Regions from separate parts of the Mus musculus genome. Here region 1 is linked to region 2. A link is a contact called in public HiChIP or PLAC-seq data. All regions are on one chromosome and are shown on one strand. The core of a region is the stretch at or near the end of the contact, and the rest is flanking DNA. Distances in the headings are between cores, read along the strand shown.

What was found. HiChIP or PLAC-seq counts read pairs in DNA pulled down with a chosen protein or histone mark.
Region 1: a contact with region 2 is called in an H3K27ac HiChIP or PLAC-seq map of embryonic stem cells, with 6 read pairs. The contact joins the promoter of Pde12 here to the enhancer-like site in region 2. A contact is called at or near these places in 2 of 39 promoter capture datasets (hippocampal neurons and maxillary cranial neural crest), 1 of 484 Hi-C or Micro-C datasets (CD4 T cells), 3 of 115 datasets of contacts at active chromatin or transcription factors (the SCID.adh cell line and embryonic stem cells) and 3 of 9 other capture datasets (adipose tissue, liver and pancreatic islet).

The regions. Positions count from the first base shown.
Region 1 is chr14:26,667,446-26,674,914 of GRCm38.p6, forward strand. It overlaps Pde12 (phosphodiesterase 12), which reads right to left and starts at 2,401. Exons shown (of 3, transcript NM_178668.3): 1 at 803-2,401. The coding sequence starts at 2,107. Mir7672 (microRNA 7672) reads right to left here and starts at 2,163; the gene lies at 2,102-2,163.
Region 2 is chr14:26,601,489-26,608,286 of GRCm38.p6, forward strand. It overlaps Dennd6a (DENN/MADD domain containing 6A), which reads left to right. Exons shown (of 20, transcript NM_001134465.2): 6 at 1,560-1,665; 7 at 3,186-3,265; 8 at 4,388-4,450; 9 at 5,417-5,472; 10 at 6,602-6,724. Among named protein-coding and RNA genes, the nearest start is that of Dennd6a, 25 kb to the left of the region's middle. Within about 2 kb of position 4,108, at least 8 of the 459 cell types and tissues checked have an H3K27ac peak or open chromatin away from gene starts, as enhancers often do. A contact at or near this core is called in embryonic stem cells, where this site is marked.

The DNA of each region.
Region 1 (7,469 bases), core at 1,151-3,650, 64 kb after region 2:
CTGAACAATAATGCTAACATTGTCAAGTGGCTATGAATCCTGGCTTCATACTTCTTTCTATCTATCTATCTATCTATCTATCTATTTAATATATGTGAGTACACTGTTGCTGTCTTCAGACACACCAGAAGAGGGCATCAGATCCCATTCTATCTATCTATCTATCTATCTATCTATCTATTTATTTAATATATGTGAGTACACTGTTGCTGTCTTCAGACACACCAGAAGAGGGCATCAGATCCCATTACAGATGGTTGTGAGCCACCATGTGGTTGCTGGGAATTGAACTCAGGACCTCTGGAAGAGCAGTGAGTGCTCTTAACCACTGAGCCATCTCTCCAGCCCTTCATACTTCTTTCAACTAGCATAAGGACATTAGGAACATTTTCTCATTTATTAAAAAAGGATAGTATCTGTAAAAACAGATAAGCCAATTACTTTTTCTTACACACTAGTTAACAATAGAGACGAAACATCTTAAAACAGGAGGGACTTAGACTTGGGAGTGCTTTAAAGTGCTCTTAAAACGGTACGTGACAAGTTACTATGTCTACCTGGATTGTAAACACTAAGGAATGTCTCTATTCATCTTGTTGAAGGCAACCTGCGGCAGGATAGGCACACTAGGAGAGGTTAAAATGTGCTGAATTAAGGAACAGGCTACACTTTCAAGATGCTGGAGCAAAAACACTTTAAAGAAATGCGTATTTCCAATGACGAGTACTAATACCCAACCCCCTATACTCCGGCAACCCCTAATCCTGGGCGAGTATGAAGAAAACAAGCAGAGCTACTTGACCTGAAGGACAGATGACCTCTGGAGGACCTTCTCCTGTGCTAATGGGTTCAAAGCCAGCTTCTCTAGTAATTCTTTGTGCAGTGGGTCCGACTTGAGGGCTTCTTGAAAAGAGATGTCATGTTGACTAAGGAGCCTGAACTTGGACTTCCGGTAGAAAGTGGCCAGGCCTTCGTGCTGCTTGATTCGGAACACGCCCTCCAGCCCGAAGGCCTCCAGGGCCGGTACCAAGCTGTCGGAGAACACCGCGCGGTCCACCTCCTGCAAACAGATGAGGTCTGCGTTGTAGCCTGTGAGCTCCTTCTGTATGAGATTCTGGCGGTAGTCAAGCTCCAGGGCGTAGGGGGCACAGTACGGGTACAAGACCGTCCGAGAGAACTCAGTCTGGGCGTACGTGTCTGCCAGGATGTTGTAGGAGACAGTGCGGATGAAAGAGTCCTCCGTCACCTTCTTGGTGTACAGATGTCGATGGTCAAAAGTGCAGGTGCCAGGCCCGGCCTCCACCGGGCACAGGCTTTCTAGCTCCCGGCTTGGCCCGAAGCGCTGCCCATTGCCCGGTGTACAGTGAAGCCGGAGCCGGAGCCCGATGTCTGCATTGCACGGGGTGTAGACGCGCTCGTCCACACCGGTCTCGATCCAAGCTGAAGGCTGCGAAGAGTGAGACGAGGACGCGGGGCCGCTGTCCCCAGGTTCTGCCGCCCCGGGTTTGACTTCCTTGTACCAGCGGAACACGGAGCTGGCGGGATCCCCAAATTCCACGCCGAGTTTGGGGCACACAGGGAAGCCAGCCATGATGTAGCGCGGCAACTGCAGCTCCGTGAAGGTGGGCGGGTTGCGCTCCACCTTGTACTTGACGTCGCCGATCTGCAGCACCGCTCCGTCCTGCCAGGCGTCCACATTGAGCACATCCTCGGCCACCGCCTCCTCCCGGTAGTACAGCTTCACCACCGGCTCGCAGGTCGCAACCGGCTCAGGCCCTGTAGCCTCACAGGCCGCGCCACCGCTCGAGTGGGCTCGGTTCTTCCTGCTCTTCTTGGCGGCCGCTACCTTTGCGTGTCCCTTGAGGGCGTTGGTAGCGATCCGGCTGAGGGCCCGGCCCAGAGGCTCGCTCTGGTCCCTCTGCATGTTTTTGTGGCTGCCGTCGGCCAACGCGAAAGACAGGCTGAGCTTGGGCTCCGAGGGCACACAGCGCACCACCGCGCGCTCCATGGCGCGCACCGCCTCGTGAGTCCCTGCCTCGGCCCGGCTGCGCCGCTCCACCACCGACCGGACCCCACGAAGCGCGCTGCGGCCCGGGAGCCTCCACATGAACCTGGCAGCCGACGAGATCAGAGATCCAGAGTCGCCCGCTGTCAAGTCCACCGGGAGGAGCGGCCGTGGCCGGGTACAAGACCCATTCAGACCGTGGACTTCCGGTCGGCGGCAAGCAGAAGCCGGGGTGTGAGCATCAAGCGCGCGGTGTTCCCGACTCGCACTTTCGCCAAGGCCACTTGCCAGCTCCTTCTTGTCTTGACCGCCGGTCTCGAGTTTCGAGCGCCTTGGTGTTTTTATTCAACATGGGTAAAAGGCGAAGAGTGAAGGAAATATAAGAGTGCCCGAGGGAGCTACCAGAACCCGAAGTTTTGTTGAAAGTGTAGGCTGAGGGCGGGAACAATAGGCTTACGGAACCGGAAGTGACTGGGCGGTGCCTCCGGGAAACACTAGGCTTTCTGTCATTTCCAGTTGCTCCGGTTATGGCTGTGTGTAGGCGCCGGCCTCCTCCCCAGGATTGCAACGTCCGCTCTGCACAGTTGGCGGACCTGTTCCCTGGTCTTTCGAGGTGTGGCGGGTCGAGTGAAGCTAAGCACGACAAGTGTGGAGCTTGTGGTAGCTAAGGAGCTCCGAGCCGCCCGCCGGCTTCTTCCACCAGCTTGTGAGCTCTGAGGATACAAAACACAAGATGCATAATGTACTTGAGCCTCGCGCTTTTGTTGTTGTTAGGTTTTGAGGTAGGTTTCCTATCCGCCTTGGAACCCAGGAAGACTGAGTCAAAGCTACACAGCATAGTAAATGATAGAAAAAGTACAGACATGTTTTCGAAAGCTGTTAGTGGTTTAAGTAGTAAAGAGCTTGGAAGACCTTGTCTTTGTAGGGTTGAAAGGTTTAGCAAATAAAATTATAGGACTCAGGTAAAACTTTAAGAACTCTTTAAACGAAGACGCTAAACCCCTCCCCATTTTACTTAATTTGAAGATTAAATTTCGCCGAGAGTTTTATTTCTTAATACGAATGATCTTGGTTTATTTGTAGACCAAAACGAAGTCCTATCTGACTGGAACAGGGAGCCCCGGGAGTACTAGTCTGTAAGAAAGACCCTTCAACTCTACTGAACTCAGATTGTCAGGCCTGGCAGCAACTTTACCCATTGAGCCATTTCGCCAGCCCAGACCTTTTGTTTGCACGGTCTTTTATTTTTCAAGAAGTATTCTGACAATGTCAAATCTCGTGGAAAGCTTGTTTTTAATCCACAAGCTTGAAAGTAATAAGCAAATGCCTTTTTGTTGTTTTTGGTTTTCGAAGCAGGATTTACTTTGTGTATTCCTGAGATCTGCCTGTCTCTGCCTCCTGAGTGCTGGGATTAAAGGCATACACCACCATGCCCAGCTGTAAATGCCACTACTGAAGCTATACTTTTATTAAATTGACTTATAGCCCCATTTGTAATTATATAATTGAAACTTGAGAGATTAAGCAATAGTATGATTTTGATAATACATATTGGAGGGAAAGGACTAGGAACACTTTTATTTTTAATATCAAGAAACACAAACTGGCTGGAGAGATGGCTCAGTGATTAAAAGCACTTGACTGCTCTCCTGAGTTCAATTCTCAGCAACCACAGGGTGGCTCACAACCATTTGTAGTGAGTTCTGATGCCCTCTTTTGGTATATCTGAAGTCAGCAACAGTGTACTCATACAGATAAAATAAAATTTTTTAAAAAAGAAGAAGAAACACAAACTAAGGGTACAGTTCAGTGATAAGAGTACTTGGCTAGCAATTGTGAGGATTTAAGAAGGCCTTAGAGAAAGAAAGTCTGCAAATAGCATAGTTGGTATAGTGTTTGCCATGCAAGAATGAGGATTTAAGTTTGATCCTTAGAACCCAGATGAAAATGCTAGGCAGAATGGTATGTGCTTCTATTCCCAGCTCTGCGATTACAGGTGGAGCCTTGGGGTTCTGGGCCAGACAACCTAGCCTAAATACAAGCTCCAAGTCAATGAGAGAACCTGTCTCAAAAAACCAGGGTGGTTTTTCCTAAGTAAAGACACTGGAAATTGACATCTCACCTTTACACATGAGCATATGTGTGCATGTTCAACTCCCCAAAACACACAACACATGTGTCAATATAGACACATGATTTTCTTTTAAGTTTCAAATTAAAAGGAAAACTACAAAACTAAGCTAGGCGTGGTGGCACATGTGTTCTAGACCAGCCTGGACTATGTAGTGCTACCTCCAATCAATACGAAAGAAACATACCTATAAGAATCATGTCTACCAAGCCGGGCGTAGTGGCGCACACCTTGAATCCCAGCACTCGGGAGGCAGAGGCAGGCGAATTTATGAGTTCAAGGCCAGCCTGGCCTACAGAGTGAGTTCCAGGACAGCCAGGGCTACACAAAGAAACTCTGTCTCGAAAAACAAAAACAAACAAACAATCATGCCTACCTATGTATCATGTATAAATCTTCCAGTACTCATGTGAAGTCTGGTTTACTCTGATTACTTTCATTACAGTAGATGATATTGGCTGTAAACACTGTTTGCTTAGATACTATTTATACTTAGGGTCAAAATGAAACTGTAGTTTTGGGTGATAGTATTCAGAAGTTTTGAATAGTACTTTGTTGCGGCCGCCAGCAGCTCGCAACATGAACAGTTCGACTGATATGGCTACTGGAGCTGTAAGAGAGGAATCTAGACGGGGCGAAAGAAGAAACGGAGCTAAGACAAATTCATTCTGATCAAAGCTCAAATTTTATTGTCGCGACACTAGTTATGAAGGAAGGGGGAGGAGACCCGATTCCCGCCAAATAATCTCGGGTCCAGTAGAAAGGTGAGCACATGTGTGGCTCCGAACAGCAAAGCGGCAGGTTCCAGCAGTGAGCGTGGCAGAACGAATGAGCAGGAAGCTCCACCCCTGAGCAAGCAGGTTTCAGGCTGGGGGAGGGGAGACTACAGTACTTGTTATCAGTTTGGGTTATTTCCCCACATAATTCAAAAGTCAGGCTTGTGGTAGAGTGTTTGCCTAACAGGCACAAGGCACTGGGTTCAATCTCTAGTACTGAAGAAGGGCTGGGGCATTGCATTCAAAATAATTTCCATTCGCCATTTTATAAAAATTAAAAGAGTCAATTTATCTATCTTTTCCTTTCATCTATTATTTTTCCTTCCCAAACCCTCCATTCTTTTCTCTTTTTTCTCCTTTTTCTTCCTTCTTTTTATTTTTGTTTTGAAATAGGATTTCACTGTGTATCCCCGATTGGCTTTCAGCCCACAGCTTTCCACCTGAGTTTCCTCAGTGCTGGCATTACAGATGTGCAGTAGCATGATCACTAACTTGTTTCTTTTAGGTTTTGTGCTTTTAAAATTTTTGTGACACGCTATACATGCTATTATAATGCTAATAGCAATCAAAATTTATTTGGGGCAAAATGTGAAGAGCTTATGTAAAATCTGTTCAAATTTAGCAGTCAGTGAGATGGCTTAGAATAGGAAAAAAGCACTTGCCATACTAGTCCTGTAACTTCAGTTTGATACCTAGAATCCACATAAAGGTCAAAGGAGAAAACAAATTCCACAACCAAATTGTCCTTTGACCTCACACAAGCTATGTGATATGCATACTCCCAACACACACAACATGCATACACAAAATTTTAAAACATTTATGTAAGTTTAGAGCCATATAGAATTCTTGACCATAGTTTTTTAATCCTGAATTTTAAATTGGTCTTATGAAATCTGTTAGTATTTTCAATATTTTTTTTGTAAAGAAGAAGAAACTTCATGGTCCGTGGTCAAGACACTAGCTTGCTCTTCCAGAGAACCAGTTCTAATACCCATATGATGGCTTTCAACTGCCTAATCCAGTTCCACAGTATCCAACACCCTCTTGGCCTTCACAGGCACACAGAGACATCCAGGCAAAACATATACACATAAAATTTCCTTTTAAAAAAGAAATGTTTGGTATACATATTAGAGAATCACTTTTTTTGTGTGTTTGGGGGGTTTTTTTGTTTCTTTTTTTTTTTTGCTTTTTGACACAGGCTCTCACTGAGTCCAGACTGGTCTCAGACTTGCAATCCTCCTTTCTCAGCTACACAAGTGTAGCCATTAGGTTTAGCTAGAGGATCACATTGTGATGTCATATCTATAACTCCCTTTTAAATAGTCAAGGCTTTGGAAAATAAGTTTATCTGATTTTTCAAATTGTATTCTTGGGTCAGAACTAGAGTTTTCACTTCCTCCTGCAGCAGTTTGGAACAAATACAGAGATCCACAACCAGACATTATGCAGAGAATAAGAGACCTAGGAACACTCAAACCTAAATGGAATGTCTCCATCAAATTCCTCCACTCGGGGAACAATAAGAAAGATGAGGTGGAAAGAGAATAAGAGCCAGAGGGGATGGAGAACACCAAGGAATCAAAGCCTTCTAGAAACAACAGGGCTAGTACACATGAACTCAGAGACTGAAGCAGCATGCACAGGGTCTGCACAACTCAGTACCAGATGAGGTCCTGGAGTTGAAAGGGGAAGTGGACACATGCCCCATCCTTAACCCAGAAGCTATCTCCAGTTGATAGCAACTTACAAATAAAGTTTTCATTTTTTCCAAGGGAATCTCACAGGGAAAACAAATTATGCTTAAGAGTAGGTTGCTTGCCCACCAATAGAATTGGCTCAGTTTGGGGTGTTTCCTCCTTCCAGTGAGATCTCATATCAACACCACACTCAGTTCAGTACTTCACACACTCAGGGCTTCCCTCACTCCTCACATTTCAGAATCCTCAAAGATTCAATCAGGGCCATTTGTGTGATATAATTGAATTAAGAATTTGGGAAATGAAACCTGTTTTGGTTAGGGTTTTACTGCTGTGAACAGATACCATGACCAAGGCAAGTCTTATAAAAAACAACATTTACTTGGGGCTGGCTTACAGGTTCAGAGGTTCAGTCCCTTATCATCAAGGTGGGAGCATGGCAGTATCCTGGCAGGCATGGCATAGGCAGAGCTGAGAGTTCTATGCCTTCATCCAAAGGCTGCTAGTGGAAGACTGACTTCCAGGCAACTAAGGTGAGGATCTTATGTCCACACTCATAGTGACACACCCATTCCAACCAGGTCACACCTATTCCAACAAGGCCACACCTCCAGATGGTGCCACTCCCTGGTCCAAGGATATACAAACCATTGCAAAACCTTTACTTAAGTGATATAATAGATGCTGGTCTTCTGGGTTTGAAAAAGAACAAAAAACAAACAAAACAGCTGTGATTAATAAGAGTCTAGGAACACCGAGGTGAAATTTTCTGGGACCTGTTTCCTCAGGGTTAGCACTTAGAAGCTCCTGGAAGGAGCCAAGACTATAATCTTTAGCTAAACTTGTTAATATGT
Region 2 (6,798 bases), core at 2,858-5,357:
CACATATACACATAAATAAAAATAAAATTTTAATTAAAAAGAACAGCTTTCAACAAAAAAAACCCTACATTTAAAAATTAGTGTAGTTTGACTCTAAAGTGATCATACTGAAAGTCACAATTTTTAAGTTTGTAGCTAGGCTAGAACAGCTGGACTGTAGAACATAATAGGCATAGGGATTTGGACCAAGCATCACAGTTTGTTTTTCCTTAGTAGAAAGACTTCATGTGGCGGGACAGTGGTGGCGCACACCTTTAATCCCAGCACTCAGGAGGCAGAGGCAGGTGGATTTCTGATTTTGAAGCCAGCCTAGTCTACAGAGCTAGTTCCAGGAGAGTCAGGGCTGTACAGAGAAGCCCTGTTTCAAAAAACCAAAATAATAATGATAATGATGATGATGAAAGACAGACAGACTTTATGTGGCTGTATTTTGATATATGTTGTATACAATAGGTAGATATCTTTGCTTCTATTGCTGTGATAAAATACACTGACCCAAACAACCTAGGAGAGAATGTAGCTTATATTAGCTGTAGTCCCAGGTTATAAGTCCACCGTTGTGGAGGGGTCACGGTGGGAGTAGCATGAAACACTGTGGATACAAGTCATCCACAGCATGCTCAGCCTGCTCTTCCACTCTCAGACAGTTCAGGACCCCCTGCCTAGGGAATGGTTTCACCCTCAGTGGGTGGGATTTCCTACTTCAATTAACATAGTCAAGAAAATCTCCCACAGACATAGGCCAACCTAGTATAGAGGATCATTCACTGATACTCTTTTCCTAGGTGGTTATAGATTGTCTCAAATTGACAGTTAAAACTAACAGTTATACTTGGCCTTTAGTCTGTTTTGGGGGAAATTGTTTTACCTGAAGAGCAGGAATATCTCTGAATGTGCCTTTAGTTCTTAAAGCAGTAGTTTTCAACATTCCTAATGCTCTGACTCTTTTATAGTTCCTTGTCTTATGGTGACCTCAATATAAATTATTTCTGTTGCTACTCATAACTGTTAATTTGCTACTGTTATGAATCATAATATAAATATCTGATATACAGGATATTTAACATACTACTCCTGTGAAGGTTGTGACCCACAGGTTGAGAAACACTGCCTTAGATTTTAATGTGATTAAAGTTTTTAATTTCTCAGTTATGACATTGTATTTTCTTTTAAACATCTGCTGTAAAAAAAACTTTGTCGGGGCTGGTGAGATGGCTCAGTGGGTAAGAGCACCCGACTGCTCTTCTGAAGGTCCGAAGTTCAAATCCCAGCAACCACATGGTGGCTCACAACCATCCGTAATGAGATCTGACTCCCTCTTCTGGAGGGTCTGAAGACAGCTACAGTGTACTTACATGTAATAAATAAATAAATAAACCTTTAAAAAAAAAAAAAAAAAACTTTGTCAATTTCAAAATCCATACCCTTGTTTTTGCTGAATTTTAGCTCATTAATAATTGTTCATGAAAAATAAATGGCAAATCTAAATTATAATCACTAGGCATTAAAAAAAATTACCAAACCAAAAAAACCTTTGTCCCCTTTCTTTCTTTCCTCAGTCATTGGTTTTGATCAGCAAACTACCTTATATTCATTTTTTTCACACCGTACTCAAACAGATAGCACCAGAGTATTTTGAAAAAAATGAACCTTACTTGGAAGCAGGTAAGTTAAATATTATATAAGTTATGTACTCTGTGTGTGTGTGTGTGTGTGTGTGTGTGTATCTGTCCATGCATGTTCACATGTTTTCAGAGTGCTCATGCAGATTTGTGTGCGAGCCAGAGGTGACTCTTTGGTGGTGTTCCTCAGGAGCCAGTCACCTTGATTTTTGGAGTAGGGTCTCTTACTAAGACCGGAGGCATTTTAATTAGGTTAGACTGACTTGCCAGTGGGCCCCAGTAAACCTCCTGTCTTTTCCCCAGTGCTTGAATTAGAACCATGCATTGTTATCATGTCTGACATTTTTTTTTTTGAGTTCTGGGGATCAAACTCAGTTCTTCATGCTTGTTTAGTAAGCACTTTACTGATTCTCCTTAGTCCAAGGAATGTTCTCTTTTATATTTACTTTTCGTTTTCACTGATGTATTTATTTGCTTGTTTAGTGTTCGTGTGTGCATGAGTGCATGCATGCATGTCTACGTGTGAGTGAAGTGTCAGATCCTCCTTGGAGCTGGAGTTCCAAATTGCTGTGAGCTGCCTGGCATGGGTTCTGGGGACCAAACTTTGATCTTTTGATAGAGCTATTACCACTTTTAACATTTGAGTCCTATCTTCTCCACCAGTAACACAGGTTACATACTCTTAAAGAAAAGATTTTTAATAAAGCTAAGGTGATACTCTAAAAAAAAAATCAGAAGATTTAAGACTTAAATCCTAAATGATTTGAGACAGCTACAGAACATCTAGTGTGGTATCTTTACCTATAAATACCAAAGTGCTATCTGGTCCTTTCAAATGTAATAATATAAATGGTGTCTGTTAGAGTTAGTAATAAGATTTTGTACTGATAGTTCCTGGAGTACCATTGAACAGAAATCCAAAAACAGAAACAGTAGTTAAAAAATAAATAGGAAGTCTGCCCTTGAAGCTACTTGTCATTCAACAGGTTTTCTTCTTAATTAAAAACGTTTTTATTAGCTGGGCGTGGTGGCACACACTTTTAGTCCCCGCACTTGGGAGGCAGAGGCAGGAGGATCTCTGAGTTTGAGGCCAGCCTGGTCTACAGAGTGAGTTCCAGGACAGCCAGGGCTACACAGAAAAACCCTGTCTCGAAAAAAAAAAAAAAACCCAAAAGCAAACAAACAAACAAACAAAAAACCAAACCAAACAAACAAAAAAACCAAAACATTTTTATTGGTGGTGTGTGTGCCACACACGTGTGAGTGCCTGAGTGGAGGCCTGAGAGGGCATCAGATTCTTGGAGCTGGAGTTGTAGGTGATTGTGAGCTTCCTGTCATGAGTGATGAGCCATCTCTCTACCTCTCATTCAACAGTTAACCAATATATATCCTAGAACATAATACTTCTGAAAAAATTTTAAATTAAATATTTCATCAAATTTACTTTTATCTGCTGTTATTATTAACATATTTCTCCCATGTTACAAAAAGAGCTCTAACTAGCAGTGTCCATTTTAAATATTTTATCTTTTCACTTACATTAGTATTTTGTTTCATTTTCAGCTTGTAATGATGTTGACCGATGGCCTGCCCCAGTGCCAGGGAAAACGCTGCACCTGCCTATCATGGGACTAGTAATGAAGGTAACAACTGACTAGAGTCTCATCTGTCTGCTCTGAAGAACTCTACAGAAAGCTCGCTCACACATAGGGTTTGTTTTAAACAACCTGATGACATTTAGTGATGTTAATGCCTTCACTGTTGTCATTGCTGGGAGACCTTACAGATACACCACAGTTGATCCCGCCTCGAAGAGTCCTTCATACATCTCCAGGCCCCTCCAGCCAGGCAGTGCACCTAAAGGATTAGTGCAGCAATGGTATTTCTCCCTGTGGACTATGCACAGATAAAAGTGCTTCCCTCTAAAATCCTACAATATGGGTGGTAAGAAGGGGAAGAACACTCGTAGTCTTGGGTGTGAATTGCTGGAAATTAAGATTAAACTAGAAAAGTCATTGTTTTTTGGGTTTGTTTTTTTTTTTTTTTTTCCAGCTCTAAATGGTCTTTTAACATTTAGTGTCAGACCAAGCATGTTTTTTCTTGGAATATTTTTGTTATGGTGAGGATTTTTTTATTTTTCCTTTCATTGCTTTTTTGTGTATTGGAGATTGAACCCAGGGCCTCCTAAGGGCTAGGCAAGTGCTTCACCTCTGAGTTATAGTCCTCCCATTGCTTTGTTTTGAAGGAATTTGAATTTTACTGGCAGATTTTGTCTGAGTGCACGCAAGTTCTTTGCTATTCATGCTCTTGTGACCTTGGACTTATCCTTAACTGCGTTCCTTCCTTAGAGTTTCGTGATTTGTAAGTGTATTTGCCCCGACCCCTTCAGCAAACATAACAATTCTGAAAGCTTGGGGTTGAGGGTTCCCATTGTTTCCTGTGGGGTTTATTCAGAAGTTTGGCAGGCTTGAGAGGGTGTGTTTGGGTGTGTGTATTTGTGAAGCAGAGACTGGAAAAGTGAGCAGGAAGCCATGTGATAGACTGCTGTCCTGACTGTTTCCAGCACATTTGCTTCTGTGTTTAGTGATCTCCATTTGTAGACATGGGAACTTTGGTTTCCCTGCTCCTGCTGTAACTAAGAATGAACACCCTTAGTTCTAAAACCCCGCAGAAACACTTGCTCTTTAGAGCACTTTCAAAGTGCTGAGTGTGCTAGGTAGAGCACTTGCCATACAGATAAATAATAGCTCCTCTCTGTCTTTAAGGTTCGGATTCCCACGTGTCATGACAAGCCTGGGACCACGCAGATGGTGCAGTTAACTCAGCAGGTAGCATGATGCTAAAGTGACCGTGGCGCAGCCTGGTCACTGAAACACCCGTTACTTTTAAATAGTTGGTGATAAATTTTCTAACATTTCTTGTTAGAAATGTTGTTACTACCTCAGTAGGTCCTGGAGAACCCCACGTTCATGTTGTAATTGTGAGGACTAAATGACAGTAAACACTTTAAAGAAGGTTTAACTCTGGCAAAAGGTGTTCTCTTACAAGAATAGGCAACTGAATTCTAATTTTAGACCGTTAAGTCAGAAGGATCCTGGAGCTTTTCTTTTTCTGAAAGCAGTTTCTGTTCCTGCGGGTTTGAATCTTTCATTTGAAATACTTGAGCTGCTTTGTTACCATCCCCACTGTGCTTCAAGTAAGGCTACAGGACAGCAGGAGACCTGAGTGCTGGTTACACATCCCCTAGTGTTGATGTACAGCTGGGACCCAGGCTCACATCTGGCCTTGGGCTGATTCCTACCCACAGAGTTTGTGCTTTTCTCTGCTGTATTGTTGGAGACTTGTAAGATCCATTCTCTCTGGCTGCTCCTGGAAGAGCAACTTGTCAGAATGGACTGAGTGATAGGGCTCATTGGTTGTGAGATAGTTGTGTTGTCATTTTCATTTATTTACTATGTGTTTTGAGACAGGGTCTCACTGTGTAGCCCTGTCTGTCCAGGAACTTGCTAGTGAGGCTGAGCTTGAACTCACATCAATTCTCCTGCCTCTGCTTTTGAGTGCTGGTTTACAGTCTAGTCATGTACCATCATTTTGCTTACTATAGCCAGATGTGGTGGTACACACCTTTAGTTCCAACAGTAATCTCTCGTGAGTCCATTATCCTGGACTCTGTGGTGATTTCAGGACAGCCAAGGCTATACTGTTAGATCCTGTTTTAAACAAAAACAAAAATGAATTTCTATCAATTTTCGTAACATCTCCCGTACTTTTTCCTTCCTTTTCTAACCCTTTAGGCAGATACACACACATCTATTATTTTGCCTACTGTTCACGAGGTGGATCTTTTCAGGTAAAGAATAAAAAAGATGTGAAATACTTTGTCTTTATAATTTGTGATAATTGTTATTAACTTATGGAAAGTGTGAATTAAGCTGGAAGGAAATACTCATTATGGGCCCCAAAGATTCTTGAAAAGTTAAAAACCAAATATTCATTGGGTTTTAATGGTAAAGTCCAGTGGTTCATCCGTCCGGCTGCAAGAAAGCTGAGGTGCGCTTTAGGTGCTACGTGGTCAAATAGACGGGTTTGTTTCATTTGCTCTGAGAATTGTATTGTGGTGAAGCTAGAAAAAGTAGTTAAATTTGGGGTGAAATATCATGAGATTTATTCCTTTTGTTAAAAAAAAAAAAACTTCAGTAAGGAAAAAAAAAGAAACCGCAAGTACTATTATGTTTTAAAATTTTTAAATAAAACAATATACTCTAGGATTTGACAAAAGAGGAAGATGCCAAGGGAGAAGCTAGCACTGCTCATGCATTTTGCAGAGCACCTGATCACGGTCTGAAAGTGTCGAGTGTAGCCCAGCTCAAACACGCACTGTTTGCAGCTAGCCGTGCAGTCCATGCGTGGTTTCTCTGCAGCCCTGGCTGGCCTAGGACTCAGAGGCCCTGCCTCACAGTGCTGGGATCCAAGGCTGTGCCACCGCTGCTTAGGGTTTTGGTTTGGTTTTGGTTTGGTTTTTTGTCTTTTTGGTTTTATTAATTAAAATTAACTAGCTTATTTTTTTATCTCATAAATTTGCTTTATGTTTTTGCACTTACATATGTTTTGGTTTGGGGGAGTGTTTTTGTCTTTTTAACTAGTGAGGTTTGTTTTGTTCTTCAGAAATACTTTTTTTCTCTAATCCGCTAGGGAAAATTGCTACCAAATAAGGAAGAAAAGTAAATAAATAAAGGTTCCTCAGTGTTCAGACTTAAACACACTAATGGAATTGTGTCCTCAGAGCCTCACGCCTGGCTTTGACTGTGTGCGTGCCTGCTGCCTGCATTGCCACGTTCTCAGTTCATTTTTCAGATCAAGCTGTCAGGAGCAGGAAGAATTTGTATCAATGTGAAGTTCTTGGAATGATTATTTAGGAATTTGAAAGGCAAAATTGGATAAATAAATAATAAAGTCTTTCTACTGTGTAAATTTTCCAGGTGTTTCTGCCCAGTTTTTCTTCACAGTCAGATGCTCTGGGAGTTGGTGCTCTTGGGAGAGCCCCTGGTGGTCATGGCGCCATCGCCGTCAGAATCTTCAGAAACTGTACTGGCTCTTGTTAAGTGAGTGCATTTGCCTCTTGATTCTGATTCTTTCAGTATGTCCAACCTGCGATGTTCCCCCACTCACAGCATCA